Regions from separate parts of the Gossypium hirsutum genome. Here region 1 is linked to region 2. A link is a contact called in public Hi-C data. All regions are on one chromosome and are shown on one strand. The core of a region is the stretch at or near the end of the contact, and the rest is flanking DNA. Distances in the headings are between cores, read along the strand shown.

What was found. A called contact is a pair of places that touch in the nucleus more often than the background predicts.
Region 1: a contact with region 2 is called in a Hi-C map of leaf, with 2.7 times the contacts expected there. The contact joins the promoter of LOC107921645 here to the promoter of LOC107921064 in region 2. A contact is called at or near these places in 7 of 34 Hi-C or Micro-C datasets (anther, hypocotyl, leaf and 1 more).

The regions. Positions count from the first base shown.
Region 1 is chrD01:27,206,966-27,213,560 of Gossypium_hirsutum_v2.1, reverse strand. LOC107921645 reads left to right here and starts at 3,870. Exons shown (of 1, transcript XM_016851474.1): 1 at 3,870-4,646. The coding sequence starts at 3,870. The coding sequence ends at 4,646. It overlaps LOC107922510, which reads left to right. Exons shown (of 10, transcript XM_016852585.2): 10 at 1-436. The coding sequence ends at 284.
Region 2 is chrD01:27,075,102-27,082,679 of Gossypium_hirsutum_v2.1, reverse strand. It overlaps LOC107921064 (UDP-glucosyltransferase 29), which reads left to right and starts at 4,330. Exons shown (of 1, transcript XM_016850917.2): 1 at 4,330-5,730. The coding sequence starts at 4,330. The coding sequence ends at 5,730. It also overlaps the pseudogene LOC107921646.

The sequences.
Region 1 (6,595 bases), core at 2,621-5,120, 130 kb before region 2:
TTGTTGTGGAGTTCAGAGCGTCATCTGTTCAAATGAACATCTCAAAGTTGCATGGGGACCTAAATAAGAGCAACATTGTGAAGACGGAATTTGCTGAATCAGGGGCTTTGGTTGATGATCTCGGTGCAAAGGGTGTGGTACCCCGGCCTTTGGATGCAAATAGCTTGATGAAAATGAAGTTGCGTGATTTGAGGGCCATTGCGAAATCGCAGAAGTTAAAGAAATACTCGACAATGAAGAAAGAAGATCTGGTCAAACGATTGGAAAATGGATTAAGTTGCTAATGAATATATGAATTGCTTTTTGTACAGGTTAGTAGTTTCCCACATGTTTTGTTCTTCTTCTCATGCTTGTTGCATTGGCATATATGTCTGAATTTGCATCATTGTATGAATCCCAAAGGTAAAATATGTTAAGTCTCTTCATTTTCCTAGAAGTAGCTATGTTGGATACCCGCATCTAACCCATATTTGAATATAAGTCTTTATAACCTTCTAAAGACAACCCATTTGGGTATCCAATACTCACAACTTGAGTATTGGATAACGCAGATCTTTACTCTTGATTTAGGGATCACACAATAAGAGAATGCTCGTTCGTATCCGATTCTATGACTCGTGCAAAATGTATGCATGTGTATGTGGGTGCGTCTGTATGTCATACAATGTGTGTATGAGTCTGTCTGTGTGTGTTTGTGCGTGCACGCGTATGTGTGTGCATGTATGTGTATGTGTGTGTGTATGTGTATGTGTATGTGTCTTTATTAACTGTGGCAGGAACAGCATAAGACACTGATACGGTCTACATTAAGGAAAAAGACATTCGACACTGTTGGAGAAAGATGAATAGGAAATTCAAATTATTTAAAAAATGGAAAAGAAAATAATTTAATTTTAACTTCAAAATTAATTGAAAGAAAATATCTACAAAAGGATTAAGAGCTAAATTTCAAATGTCCAAATGTTTGGCATGCTTTGCGTTCCAATTACGGTTTGTTAATAAAAACAAATGTTTTTACTTAAATTTAATTATTAAAAACAAAAAAGTTGATATAAAAAAATAATATTTTAATATCCGAGAAAGAGAAAAATGTAATAATTATATTTAATATTTAAATGTTTAATTAGAGTTTTTAATATCTATTTTTTTATTCAATGATGAGATGACATATTGTTCACCAACAATGTGTGAAACTTATGCATCGGTAATACGCCAAATATTATTTCTTTCTTTATATTTTTTATTTTAAATATAGAATCTAAAAACTTCATCAAGACTATTGTTACTATTTTTTTATTAGACATTTCATTTTATAAAGCAAGGGTTACAAGGACTAACATCCAATACTATAAAGAATTCAAACCCAAATTTACATAGTGGGAGAAGTAGTCGAGTAACTCAGTTTCGTACAAGACAAAGCTAACCTAACACTCTATGAAGAAAAGAACAAGTAGCCATTGCTTGATTCAGGTCTTCTCGTCAATAAAGTTGGAGCAAGGAGAGACTCATGCACGTTACTTCTGCCAACCAACCATGGAGAAGATCATTGATACGAATTTTTTTTTATCTAAATTCTTATCGTTGTGGCAATAGAAGCATCTCTAAATATGAAACAATAATTTTATTATTCGAAAGAACTAAGCCTCTTCAAGCCGAAAAATTAGTTGATGGTCGATGAGGCTGTATGTTGACCGACTGCCCTACGACCATGAGGATTGTTGGCATAAAGCTCTCAAAGGCGCTAGAGCTTTCTCCCTCTTTCAATAGTTTGGGATCTCCAACCAAAGATTTGAGCAATTTGAACTCTCACTTATGTTAGGTGGATGTTAGGAAGTGATCTCATGGTGATTGATGGAGGAAAAATCTAGGTTTAATCAATTCAATTAATTAGACTGTTGGTTGAACCGTTTAAAAAATAAAAGATAAAAAAAAACTAAAAAAATTATAAACATAAATAAAATAACAATAATGACATAAACATTAATTAAATATTCTCCATAACAATACCACTCATCTAGCTTAAATTTTTTCACTCTAATTACTGATGAATGATAGGAATATACTAACTTAGATTTCGATAAATTCATTTAGGCTTTGTTTTATTTTTTGTTGCATTTTTTATGTTAGCTTTTTATTTGGGCCAAAAGTTTAAAATATATTATAAGGGATTTACAATTTTTTTACTAGTTCAATCGATTGCGATTTTTAAATTTACTCAAAATTCAATTTAATATTTTTTTCGAATTAATGCATCCATCAGTTTTTGATTTAACCAGTTAAATTGATTAATACAATCCGATATAAAAAAAAATTGTAAAAGGAGAAAGGGAGGAGGGGAGCGATTAGCACCCTTCTTGACCGGAGACGGCGACAAGAAGTAATGGCAAAGGCGGGGATATAAGACATGAATACAAATTTAGAACAAATTTCACGTGTACAATCTTTATATTAAATTTAGCGACGAAATCGACCAAACTCATAATCTCATCTTCTCTAGCTTTGAGGATATGCTGGTTCCAAGGTTGCTTTTGAAACATTACATAAGAGACAAAAAGGATAAAAACAACACAAAATTGTCAAAAGCAACCATTTAAAAGAAAAAACAAAAGAAAATTTGTTGGGTCGAAAATGAGTTTTATAATTTTTCAATAAACACAACTTGACTTTAGATAGAGTCTGGCCCAATGCCAATAGTGGGGCTCTTACACAAAAAGAAGGTGTCATGGTCCTACCAAGAGCTATGAATGGACATAGGTGAAGCCCAAAAATATAAATTAATTATATCTTTTTTTGTGTAATCGATATGCTAAATATTCAAATTTAGTAAGATTAAAGAGATTTTAAAATCAAAGTTTTAAGAAGTAAGGTGATAATTGATTCCCATATTTGAATTCACATCCTTGTATTTTTTAAAATAAAATGGATTTAAATAATAAATATAAAATTCAAAATTTTTATTTGTAAAATTAAATTGATGTTATGAATATTATTAAGTAGATGCTTATTATAATCAACCTTTCAACTTCCTTAACTCTTCACCTTTCATTTCCTATTGATGTATTAGAAAATTAGAAGTCTAATCTCCCTATATATATATAGGAGTATACTAATTGTAATGATGATGAAAAAGAAGAGAAATTCAATAGAAATCCCAATTATTCTCATCTATTATTCTTGTGTTCTTTGCATTATTATTATTTCATAACACGTTATCAACACGATCTTGTTCGATAGCATTCAATATTTCATTGGAGAAAAAGTAATCTAGATGTACAATGTCCTTATTGAAGCAACAATCCTAAGACATGCGATTTTCTATGCATGAATGAAAGATTTTGAGATTTTTAATATTCTAAATGAAAAAAAGTTAAAAATGATACTCTTTTTTTTTTCATATTTAAGTATGAATTTATGTTTTATATATTTCATGGTATGTTTTTTTAGACTTTGAATAATATTAAAGTATCAACAACTTGAATATTTTTGCTTAAATATGTATATATTTCATAACATATATCATTGATATGATAGCTACATTGCCTACTAGATTATTTCTAATAAAGCCATATATGATTTATGAGTATAAAGGAATTTGACTTTTTATATAGACAAAGCAAAAACCATTGTTTTTGTCCAACATCATTTATATGAAGGATCAAAAATGGAATATCTAGATAAAAGAAAGAGGAATATGCAATAGAAGCAAAAATTTTTGAAGTATAGAGAGATAAAACGTGAACAACAACGAACCCTCAGATGCTATCAACAGCAACGAATGCTCCGGCGATTTAATCCCGACGGAGCTGCTAAGGGCGACTAAGAAAATAAAAAACAAAGACACCGCCTTAACAGATGGTGATGATCTGGTGATGCTAGAACCAGCACCAAACAAGCCCTTCTTTAAAGAAATACTTTTAGACAACAGTAGTACAATCCCAAGGGTGGGCATGCGCATGCCTTTGAACGAAGAAGAGGAGGTTACACTCCTTGACGATGATGTCTCAATATCCATGGATGGACCCTATCCCCAGGTGTGCTTCTCGACAAGAGTCCACTATTTGATCGATGAGCATAACAAGCAAATGGTGATAGTACGAATGCTAGGCAGACCAATCGGATACAGAGCATTAGCCAACAAAATCAAAAGCCTTTGGGAACTAACAGGCGACTACAAAATAGTTGACCTGGACAATAACTACTTTCTAGTAAAACTTGCTAGCCAGAACGACTATAACAGAGTTATCATGGGCGTCCCTTGGATGGTGTACGGGCACTACCTGGTGGTGCAACCATGGAATCGGTATTTCTTTACAGAGGAGAACTACCCATCCAAGATCATTGCGTGGATAAGGTTACCAGGGCTCCATTATTTCTATTACACAAAGGGACTAGTGAGAGCATTGGCTTCTGTCATTGGCAACGTAGTCAAGGTTGACTACAATACCATCGATGGGACAAGGGGCAAGTTTGCTAGAGTAGCCGTGGTGGTGGATATCTCTAAACCCCTTGTGCCATTCATCGGTGTTGACAGGAAGAAACAAACAATAGTTTACGAAAGCCTCCCGTCCATCTACTACACCTGTGGTAAGGTAAGCCACATCAAGGAAAACTGCAGTCAGGGCCCAAAGGAACAAACAGTGAATTAGCCGATCATTGCCATGGAAGAAACAACAGCGCAAACTCTAACGAGTAGGGTGGGGGAGTCGGACCTCAACACCAAGGACCAAGACTTTTATGGCCCTTGGATACAAGTGCTGAATCACCGTAACAAAAAGTAGTCGACAGTTGTTAGAAACGATGGCCGTCCGGCGAACCAAGCTAAAGGCGCCTCATCATCACAACGATTTGCTGCCTTTCCATACTGAACCCTGAAGATAGCCTGCAGGAACCTACAACCTTTTTGCCTAACCCCTTGCAGGAAGCCAGCGGTTACCCGAAAGCCAAAAAAGGAAAGAAAAATCAAACACTTTCGTTAGAGCCTGAATCAGCTTCCCATTCGGTGCTAAATAACAACCGTTTTATGCCTTATCCCAAAACTTACTATCTCGAATGACAAGGAAAAAAACTCCAAAAGCAAAAGTCAAACAAATGGCAGGTCACCAAAAGACAAATTCATGTCACATTTGGAGCCTATGGGTTCAGGGGCATCAGTCCAAGTCCCTAACGAACAGGCCGATTTGCTAGCTGGCCCAAGTGGAAGCTCTAGACATGCAAACAAGCCCAAATTAGACAACACCACAGTGCTTTTTAAACCTGGTTCTGAATACCCGAAAGAGGTTGTTGTCCAATTAACAGAAGGTATTTTAGACCCTGGAAAACACTCTGTGGTCACTTTTAAGGAAATTCCGAATTCCATTGGTCGCACCAAAAGTTGACACTTAGAACCTTTAGGAACTAATAGCTCAGGAAGTAAAGAACGGAAAATTTATGGTAAAATTAGTGTTTCCCATGGAGGTAAAAAATCCAATATTGCTATGCGAGGAAGGGGTAGTCGTTTGAAAACATCAATAAACACCCGAGTTTCCCTAGCCGACATAGTGGAAGAAATGGTGAATCTTATCTCAACGAAGTTGACAAATGAAAAGGACACTGAATTGTATGATGAATCCGACCCTAGCGACACCAGTGAGCCTCAACATTAACGGTATGCATTTTGTTCTCCTCGTTAATTTTACATGACTATTTCATTTTTTTCATAGAATTATCAGGGTTGTGCCAATGCAAGATTTCCCCGTATTTTTTGAGAATATAATATGGAGTATAAACCAGAAAGTATCCGTTTGCTTGAAAAGAGAGTCAGTGGCTCGAAAGTGGATAAAATAATTACAAATTTAGGATTTTAGTTTTCACATCGTGTGGAGGCTATTGGTTACACCGGGGGCATTTGGCTTGGTTGTAAAGATTCAGTTCAAGTGGAGGTGGTCCATAATCACTTGCAATTTATTCTAGCCTAGGTTTGGTCTAATTCTCACTCATCATCTTTCATGGTGTCATTTGTGTATGGTAGCCCTAACTATAAAAAATGCCAAGATCTTTGGCGAAATCTGAGGTTATCTAGTCCTATGGGTTATATTCCATGAGTGATTACCGGTGACTTCAACACAATCTTATCTTCTATTGAGAAAATAGGGGGCCTTTTGCTAGGGAAGAGATATCCCTATTTTGGTGATTTTGTGAATTTAACTGAGTTACACGACTTGGGAGTTAGAGGTCCTCCTTTTACATGGCACCGGGGCAATCTGTTTGAAAGGTTGGATCGTGCTTTAGGAAATAAAGCCTGGCTTAAAAACTTCCCAAGTAGCTTGATTACTCATTTGTCGAAGATTAAGTCTGATCATAGACCCATTCTCGTAAATCTTAAGCCGGAGTTTACCTTGCCTAGAGGAAGACCGTTTCGATTTCTTGCAGGGTGGACTGAATATCCAGATTTTGGAAAATTTGTCAAGGATCAGTGGGATTTTAGAGGTTTTATGTCAGAGTCTTTAGCCCTGCTCACGGATGATTTAAAGGATTGCAATAAGTCCGTCTATGGCCACATCACTACTCGCAAGAGAAATTTGATTCATAAACTTTCTACAGTCCAGAAGAAGATGAA
Region 2 (7,578 bases), core at 3,081-5,580:
TGTTAATTTCATTCATCTTCAGCTTCAACATCGAAAATCATTCCAAATATTCTACAAATCAGAATGATAACAAAGAAATAGACACCAAGACACAAACATTATAAAAGCTCACCCTTCTCAATATCATCATATTCCATATCAAGATCACCTCCCCTTGGACCTTCTTCATCATCATCACCACTTTTTTTTGTTAAGTCCAAGCCTATTCTTCCTGGCAGCTTCCTCTTCTTCATCTTCTTCTCCTCTATCTGATACATGACCTTCTTCCTCCTCACCAGTTGACTTTTTATGTCCCCTCCCACCAGCAGCAGCAGTTTCTTTTTCATCAATCTTCTCCACTTCACCAAAAGCAGCAGCGCCATTATTCGAAGCTTTCATCATCCATCTCTCATAACCATCTGCAGTCTTACTCTTGTTCTTCATTTTTTCTTCAGCTTATTCTAGTGTAAGTTGCTTATATTGAGCAACCTTGTTAAAATTGTACCTGTCAAAGAGTTTCACAATTAAAAAACTAATAAGACTCAAATATAGCGATATTATAGAACAACAGTGCAATAAGTGGTCGGAACAGTGATGAGTAGTCAAAACAACAATAATATGTCACTCATACTAAGAACCAGCATGAATAGCTACAAATTCCTTTCCTTGCATCATAAGCAGGTAATAAGTTGTCGACTGTGAACCTTCAAGTTGACCTTGATATTGAGCCTGACCTGTTTCATCCTCCAATAACCAAGGTTTGTTCTTATATTTCTCCTGAAAAAATAGGAGCCAGCAATAATAAAATTCAGCATCAAAGTCAATAAGGGCATAATTAAATCAAAGTCAATAAAGTCAATAATGAAAACTGCTTCAGTCTACTTTTTACTTTACTTTGTACAACAATTACATGATATGCCAAAATAAAAACATGGGTCTACGTCACAGAATCCAGAAAAAACTTCATAGAACTTTCTCTAAAAATTTACTTGTCAATGTTCTCAACCTTTTTTCAGGAATTTGGAGCATGCAGAAACCATATAATTTAGCTATCCCGTTTTACAGTGAAAGCTAGGAACATACAAGAAACAGATGAAAAAGGATAAATCTAATACCCGTAAAGCATCAGTAACTTGGCGTCCTTGTAGCCCATCTTTTTGCAGAGACCATCTATTCTCAGCATTTTTCTTCTTTGAAAAATTGGAAAACCCAGTCATAAACCTACCAATAAATTGATTTTTTGTATAAAGTGCATGCCCTAAAAAATAATTAAAAAAGAATAAGTTTAAGGTATGCATGAACAACCCTCTCATTTCTCCATCCCTGTAAAATGAAGCTAGAAGTTAAAAGATTTCGTGAAAATTACCATTCTTTCACTACTTTTCAAATTCTTCAAATACTCTATTAGCTTTTGGATCAGAACAAACTTCTTTTTTTGCTACTATTGTATTTATGTAAATAGCAGCAGAACAATCCTGAACTGCAGAAGGCATGTTAAAAAGCACAAAGCGAAAACATAGAGAAGCTTCTCCATGTGTATATATATAGTATTAAGCAAATTAGAGATGTAACCTAAATTGAACCCCAAGAGTGAAATTCTTGTGAAAAATGGAATGGTTCCTTTCATCAGCTTCATCCCTGGGAGGATACTTGACCCCACAAATTGAACAGGCATGGAGAAGAAAATCAGATTGACCTAACTCCAAATGAAACTGTGCATAACTTCTCTTCTTATTTAGATTTCTCCCATTTGAACCACATTCTTCCCTTGAAACCCTAGCCTCTGATATGGGTTTGTCGAACTTGTCATCGCCAGATTCTTTTTTCTTGTCATTCCTTAAAAAGTACCAAAAGTAAATAAAATTAAAAAATAAAACAAAACAAAAATCCAGACTTTTTGTAGAAAAGAAATTACCCATAAAAATTTGAAGGTCTACGCGTGTAGGTGTTAACAATGGTGTGCTGACTCTTCTCCTAGGTGGCTAATTCATCGCTCTCATCATCGCTGAAAACTGGAGGTGAATTTGAGCGCTCAACCGATAGAGAAGGAGGCTTGAAGAAGGAATTTATTTTGGATTGCATCTTCGACCCTCTTTTGGATGATTCATCAAAATGGCATATTGGTGGAGTTTTTGACTTTTTGTTGCTGCTGAAGTGGCTCTAAAGATTTTAAAAGATATTTTAAAGAAGGGGGAAAATTAGAAGAGATTTCATTTGAAATTTTGGGGTAAAAAAATATAATTACAAAACAATGTTGTTTTGCAAAAAAATAATCGTGGCGTTTGGGAAAAAAATGCTACTATAGTTCGACTTTTAGTGGCGTTTGGACCAAAAACGTCATTGTTGCTCAACTTTTTTGCAGCGTTTGCAACAAAAATATCGCTATTGCTTACTTTTTGCGGCGTTTTTTTTAAATTTTAAATAAATAATTTTTTAAATTTTAAGTAATATTTGAAAGAATTAGATAACATTATAATTTTTAGTTTTTGTATTTTATTTTTATTTTTGCATTTTATTTTCATTTGTTATAATTTGGTCCTATCTAAAATAGATAGTTACCTATCCATATCAATCTGTTACTTTTTTTATCAATGTTTTTTTAAATCTAATATTTAAATATATCAAATGGTTTAGATTAAATATTTTTAATTATAAAAGCATTAATTGATTGTATAAAATTTCATCATTTAACAAATCTCAAGTAAACTTTAAATCCTAAATCATTTAATATATATAAAGTATATCTATTATCTCTTAAATACGTTAAACTATAATCATAATTTTAATATATTAAAATTAATATTATCTCTTTTACAATTATATAAGAAATTATTTAATATATAAATTAAAAAATAATAATTATTTTAAACCCTAAACCCTTAACAAATATCCCTTAAACCCAGAATTATAAAACATAAACCCTAAACCCTAAACTCTTAACCCTTAACCCCTAAACCTTAAACCCCAACCCTTACACCATAAACCATAAACCATAATCTCTAAACTCTTAATCCATAAACCTTAAAATAGTAACTCCTAAACCTTAAACCCTAAATTATAATGATAATTAATTCAATATTTTAAAATTAATACTATCTCTTTTATGATTATATAAGAAACTATTTAATATATAAATTAAAAAACACTAATTAAACCCTAAACCCTTATCTCCTAAACCCTAAATCATAAACCATAAAACCTAAACCCCTAATCCTAACCCCTAAATCCCAACCCTTAAACCATAAACCATAATCCTTAAACCATAAAACTCGATCTATAGCGGCGTTTTTCAAAAAGCGCTGCTAATGCCACTAAAGGTCAACATAAAATGACAATGTAAATAAATAACTCATTATAAATTAATTAATTTAATTTGATAACTCATATTGATTAATTGATTTTGTTAGATTTATGAACTTTAAAATTAATTATGTGAAAGAATGTAAACAAATATGCATAAAAGTAATAATGCGTGCACCTGTTATACGTCTTTTAATTTCATTGATCTGATTCTCACTTTATTTCTTTTTTGAATATAATGTTTACCTTGTTTGATGAAAATTCACGATATAAATTCTATAATAGGTTTACAACGAATCTCTCTCCATAACAACGTGATGATATCGACGTATAATAATCTATCTCTTCATATGAGACAAAGAAAATTTCACGAATTAACCAAATATAACAAATGATGTGAATAGTTATGGATTAGTATTGCGGGTTTGAGAAGCAGAAATAAGTTAAATGGTAAAATCAATGTTGTTTCCCCCTTCTCAGTTCCCCAACAACTTTGTGATTTATTTGACAGCTACTGTTGGTTTGGTTAAAGAAATTTTGTAACCGCGGCAGAGTTTTGAATAAAAAATTACAAGAAATTCATGGTTGAATAAAAATATAAAAAAAGTATTCAGCGTTGAATAAGACTGCACAAATACACACAACAATCGTGCTTGTTTTTCCCCTATTTAATATTGCATCCTTTCATGCTCTTTTGCATTTAATTGACATATAAATGAAATTTACCTGAAGTGTTGAAAATATTCTTTTAAAGAAAATTAATAAATTATTCATGAAATACAATTTTAAATAGTTCATTGACGTTACTCCAGCTGGAAATTCAGATTTTCAACGCCCCATGCTTCACGTTTGTATGAACATGATTAAGGTGGATCCATGCTATAAAGGAAGTTTCCCTGACCCTGCTCGTGGGGTGGGTCCATTTTTGTCTCTTTCATATCATATACATTTGTTTGAAATTTTTATGTGCGTAATAATTGGTATTCTGCACTTTCATCTATTTATAAATCCATCAAACATAGAAGGCAAAAGAGAGGTAGAAAGAGCGAGATGGATACAAAGCAAAAGAGAATTCGTGTGTTAATGTTCCCATGGTTAGCTCATAGCCATATTTCATCCTTCTTAGAGCTAGCCAAGAAGCTCATGAACCATAACTTGTACGTTTACTTCTGTTCCACCGCTACAAATCTTGATTCCATCAAGCCAAAAATTTCACCTCATCACTCACTTTCAATTCAATTCATTGAGCTCAAGCTGCCATTGTTGCCTGAGCTTCCTTCTTACTATCACACCACCAAAGGATTGCCAACCCATCTATTGAACGCCCTATTTAAAGCCGTCGAAATGTCCGGCGATGGGTTTGCCACAATATTGAAAACCCATAACCCGGATTTGCTTATTTATGATTTGCATCAACCCTGGGCACCTACACTTGCTTCCTCACTCAACATACCTGCCATACTTTTCTACACTGCTTCTGCAGCTGGGCCTTTTTTCGCATTTCATGCATGGAAGAAACTTAAAGGGGAGGAGTTTCCCTCTCCTGAATTTTACATAAACGATTGCTTTATGCCAACAAAAAGCTCCAGAAACGAGTTTGGGCGTACTCCACCTGATTCAAGTAATACAGAAAAGACTTTTCAGGCCTTTAGACACTCTTTGGATATCATTTTGGTTAAGAGTTTTAGTGAGCTTGAAGGGAAATACATGGACTATCTTTCAATCCTATTAAACAAGAAGGTAGTTCCAACAGGTCCACTAGTTCAAGACGCCATTGAAGAACACCATGAGAACGAGAAAGAGATACTTGAATGGCTTACCAAGAAGAGAAAAGCCTCCACCGTGCTCGTTTCCTTCGGGAGTGAGTATTATCTCTCGAATAAAGAAAGGGAAGCCATTGCTGAGGGGCTTGAGCTTAGTGAGGTGAACTTCATTTGGGTCCTCAGATTCCCTGTTGGAGATAAAGATAAACCCAAACTTGAAGAGGCATTACCTGAAGGATATCTGGAAAGGATTGGTGAGAGAGGGCTGATGGTGGAAGGTTGGGCACCACAGGCGAAAATACTGCAACACTCAAGCATTGGGGGATTTGTGAGTCACTGTGGGTGGAGCTCTGTAATGGAAAGCTTGAAATTTGGAGTTCCAATCATAGCGATGCCTATGCTTATGCATATTGACCAGCCATTGAATGCTAGGCTTGTACAAGATGTTGGTGTTGGAGTAGAGGTAAAGAGAGGTAAGGATGGGAGCCTTGAAAGAGAAGAGATAGTCAAAGTGATCAAACAAGTGGTGGGAGAGAAAGATGGGGAGAATATAAGAAATAAAGCTAGAGAAATGAGTAACCACATTAAAATCAAAAGAGATGAAGAGGTAGATGAAGTTGTACAAGAAATTAACAAAATTCTACATAAAGGAGGGTTGAAGATTCATGATAAAAAAGTAAATGTTTGACAGTTTAATTAGGGGACAAACAAATAAGCTTGAGGTTTGATGAAGTCTCTTCTTTTTGGTTTCATCACTTTCTGTTGAAATTGGCCAACCATGCTGCTGTTACATGTTTTGGTTTAAGTGCATGCAGCTTGATGACATGCTGCAGCACGTGTACTTGCTATAACAGCAAGGTTTTCTCTTTAGATTCTTTGTTAAGCTACTTAGTTGAAAATGAACTAAGTTGGTATTGTTTTGATGTTTTTAGGTGCTGATTGACATAATCAGCTTGTGTGCAAGTTAAGTTTTTCTCTTTAGTTTCTTTGTTGATTAAACTACTTGGAAATGAACAAGCTGATGACAGCTTGATATGTTTAGGTGTTGAATGACTAGTTTAGGTACAAGCAATGTTTTTAAAGTTACTAGGCTACTTAGTGGTAGTAGGTAGTAATAAATGTATTGTTTTTCTTATTAAAAAATTAAGCATATCAGTTGTGAAACTTAGATTGCCTCCTTGCTGCACGTTTGTGAGTGTTTCTTCCTCCTTTGTTTTCTGTTTTGTTCTTTTTCTAAGAGCTGCTGCCATTGTTCTTTCTTTTTCTTTTTTCTGCCTGTTAACCGAGAGCTTATGCTCTTGATGCTTTGTGTTTCTGCTTGCTGTTTGAAGAGCTTATGCTCTTAGTGTTTCATTGTTTGGTTGTTGCTGCCATTGTTCCAACACTTTCCCTGTAATGGAAATCGTAAGAGTAATGGAGCTTGAATGGAGAGATCTTATGACAGGCTTCGTTGATTGTCCATCTTCGGGTTTTGCATGGCGGTGTTCTGTTGTGCATTTCTTTTAATCTTCTTTTCGAAGCTGTTGTTTTTGTATGTTCCATTTTGCGGTACTAATAATATTTTAAATTAATTTGATTTTATTTTAAACCAAATCCAAAACCACGTCTTTTCTCCCCAACAAGTGGCCAAATTTTGTTCAGATAAGTTGAATACACCTTTAATCATTCAACCCAAAGCTTTTAACTTATCCTCAAATCAATCTTTTAAGATTTGATTTTATATCTAAATTAAGCCATAATATAAACTAATAGATACAAATTCAAAGTAAACAACAATGAAATCACGTAATTGAAACAAATATGAAATACAGACTAACTAAATCGACGGTTGAATAAAAATTAGAGACTCAACTATTGAGAATGGATAAACACAACAATCAAATTAGTGGAATGCATGTTTTTACCCTATTTAATAATGCATCCTCCCATAATGATCAACATGCTCTTTGCATTTACATTTCATTTAATACAACCATATATATCAAAATTTAGCTAAAGTGTTGAATTTATTCTTTTAAAAATGTTCTAGTCAAGTAAATTATTCATCAACGTTGCTCTGGAATATAAATATATAATTTCAAAATTCCCACAAATAAATTTAAAAATAAATAAACGAATGTAAATATATATGGTTGAACCAGAAATTCAGATTTTCAACGCCCCTGCTTCACGTTTGTATGAACATTATTAAGGTGGGTCAATGCCATAAAGGAAGTTTCCCTCACCCTCCTATATAACATGCAGATGAGGTGGGTCCATTTTGTGAGAGAGTAAATTCAGATTTTCAACGCCCGCGTGCTAGGCTGTGTGGACAATTTAATTTTCAAAAATTAGGTGCAAGGGACACATGGCCAAACCACACGCCCGTACGCATAGCCATGTGTCACATACGGCTGAGACACACACCCGTATCTCTGCCCGTGTGGACGAAAAATATGTCATTTTCAGGCCACTTTTCTCACCCAATTTGCCTTTCACCTACAACATCATCCAAACACATTCACAAGCCAATTCATAACCCTCAAATCAATGTCAA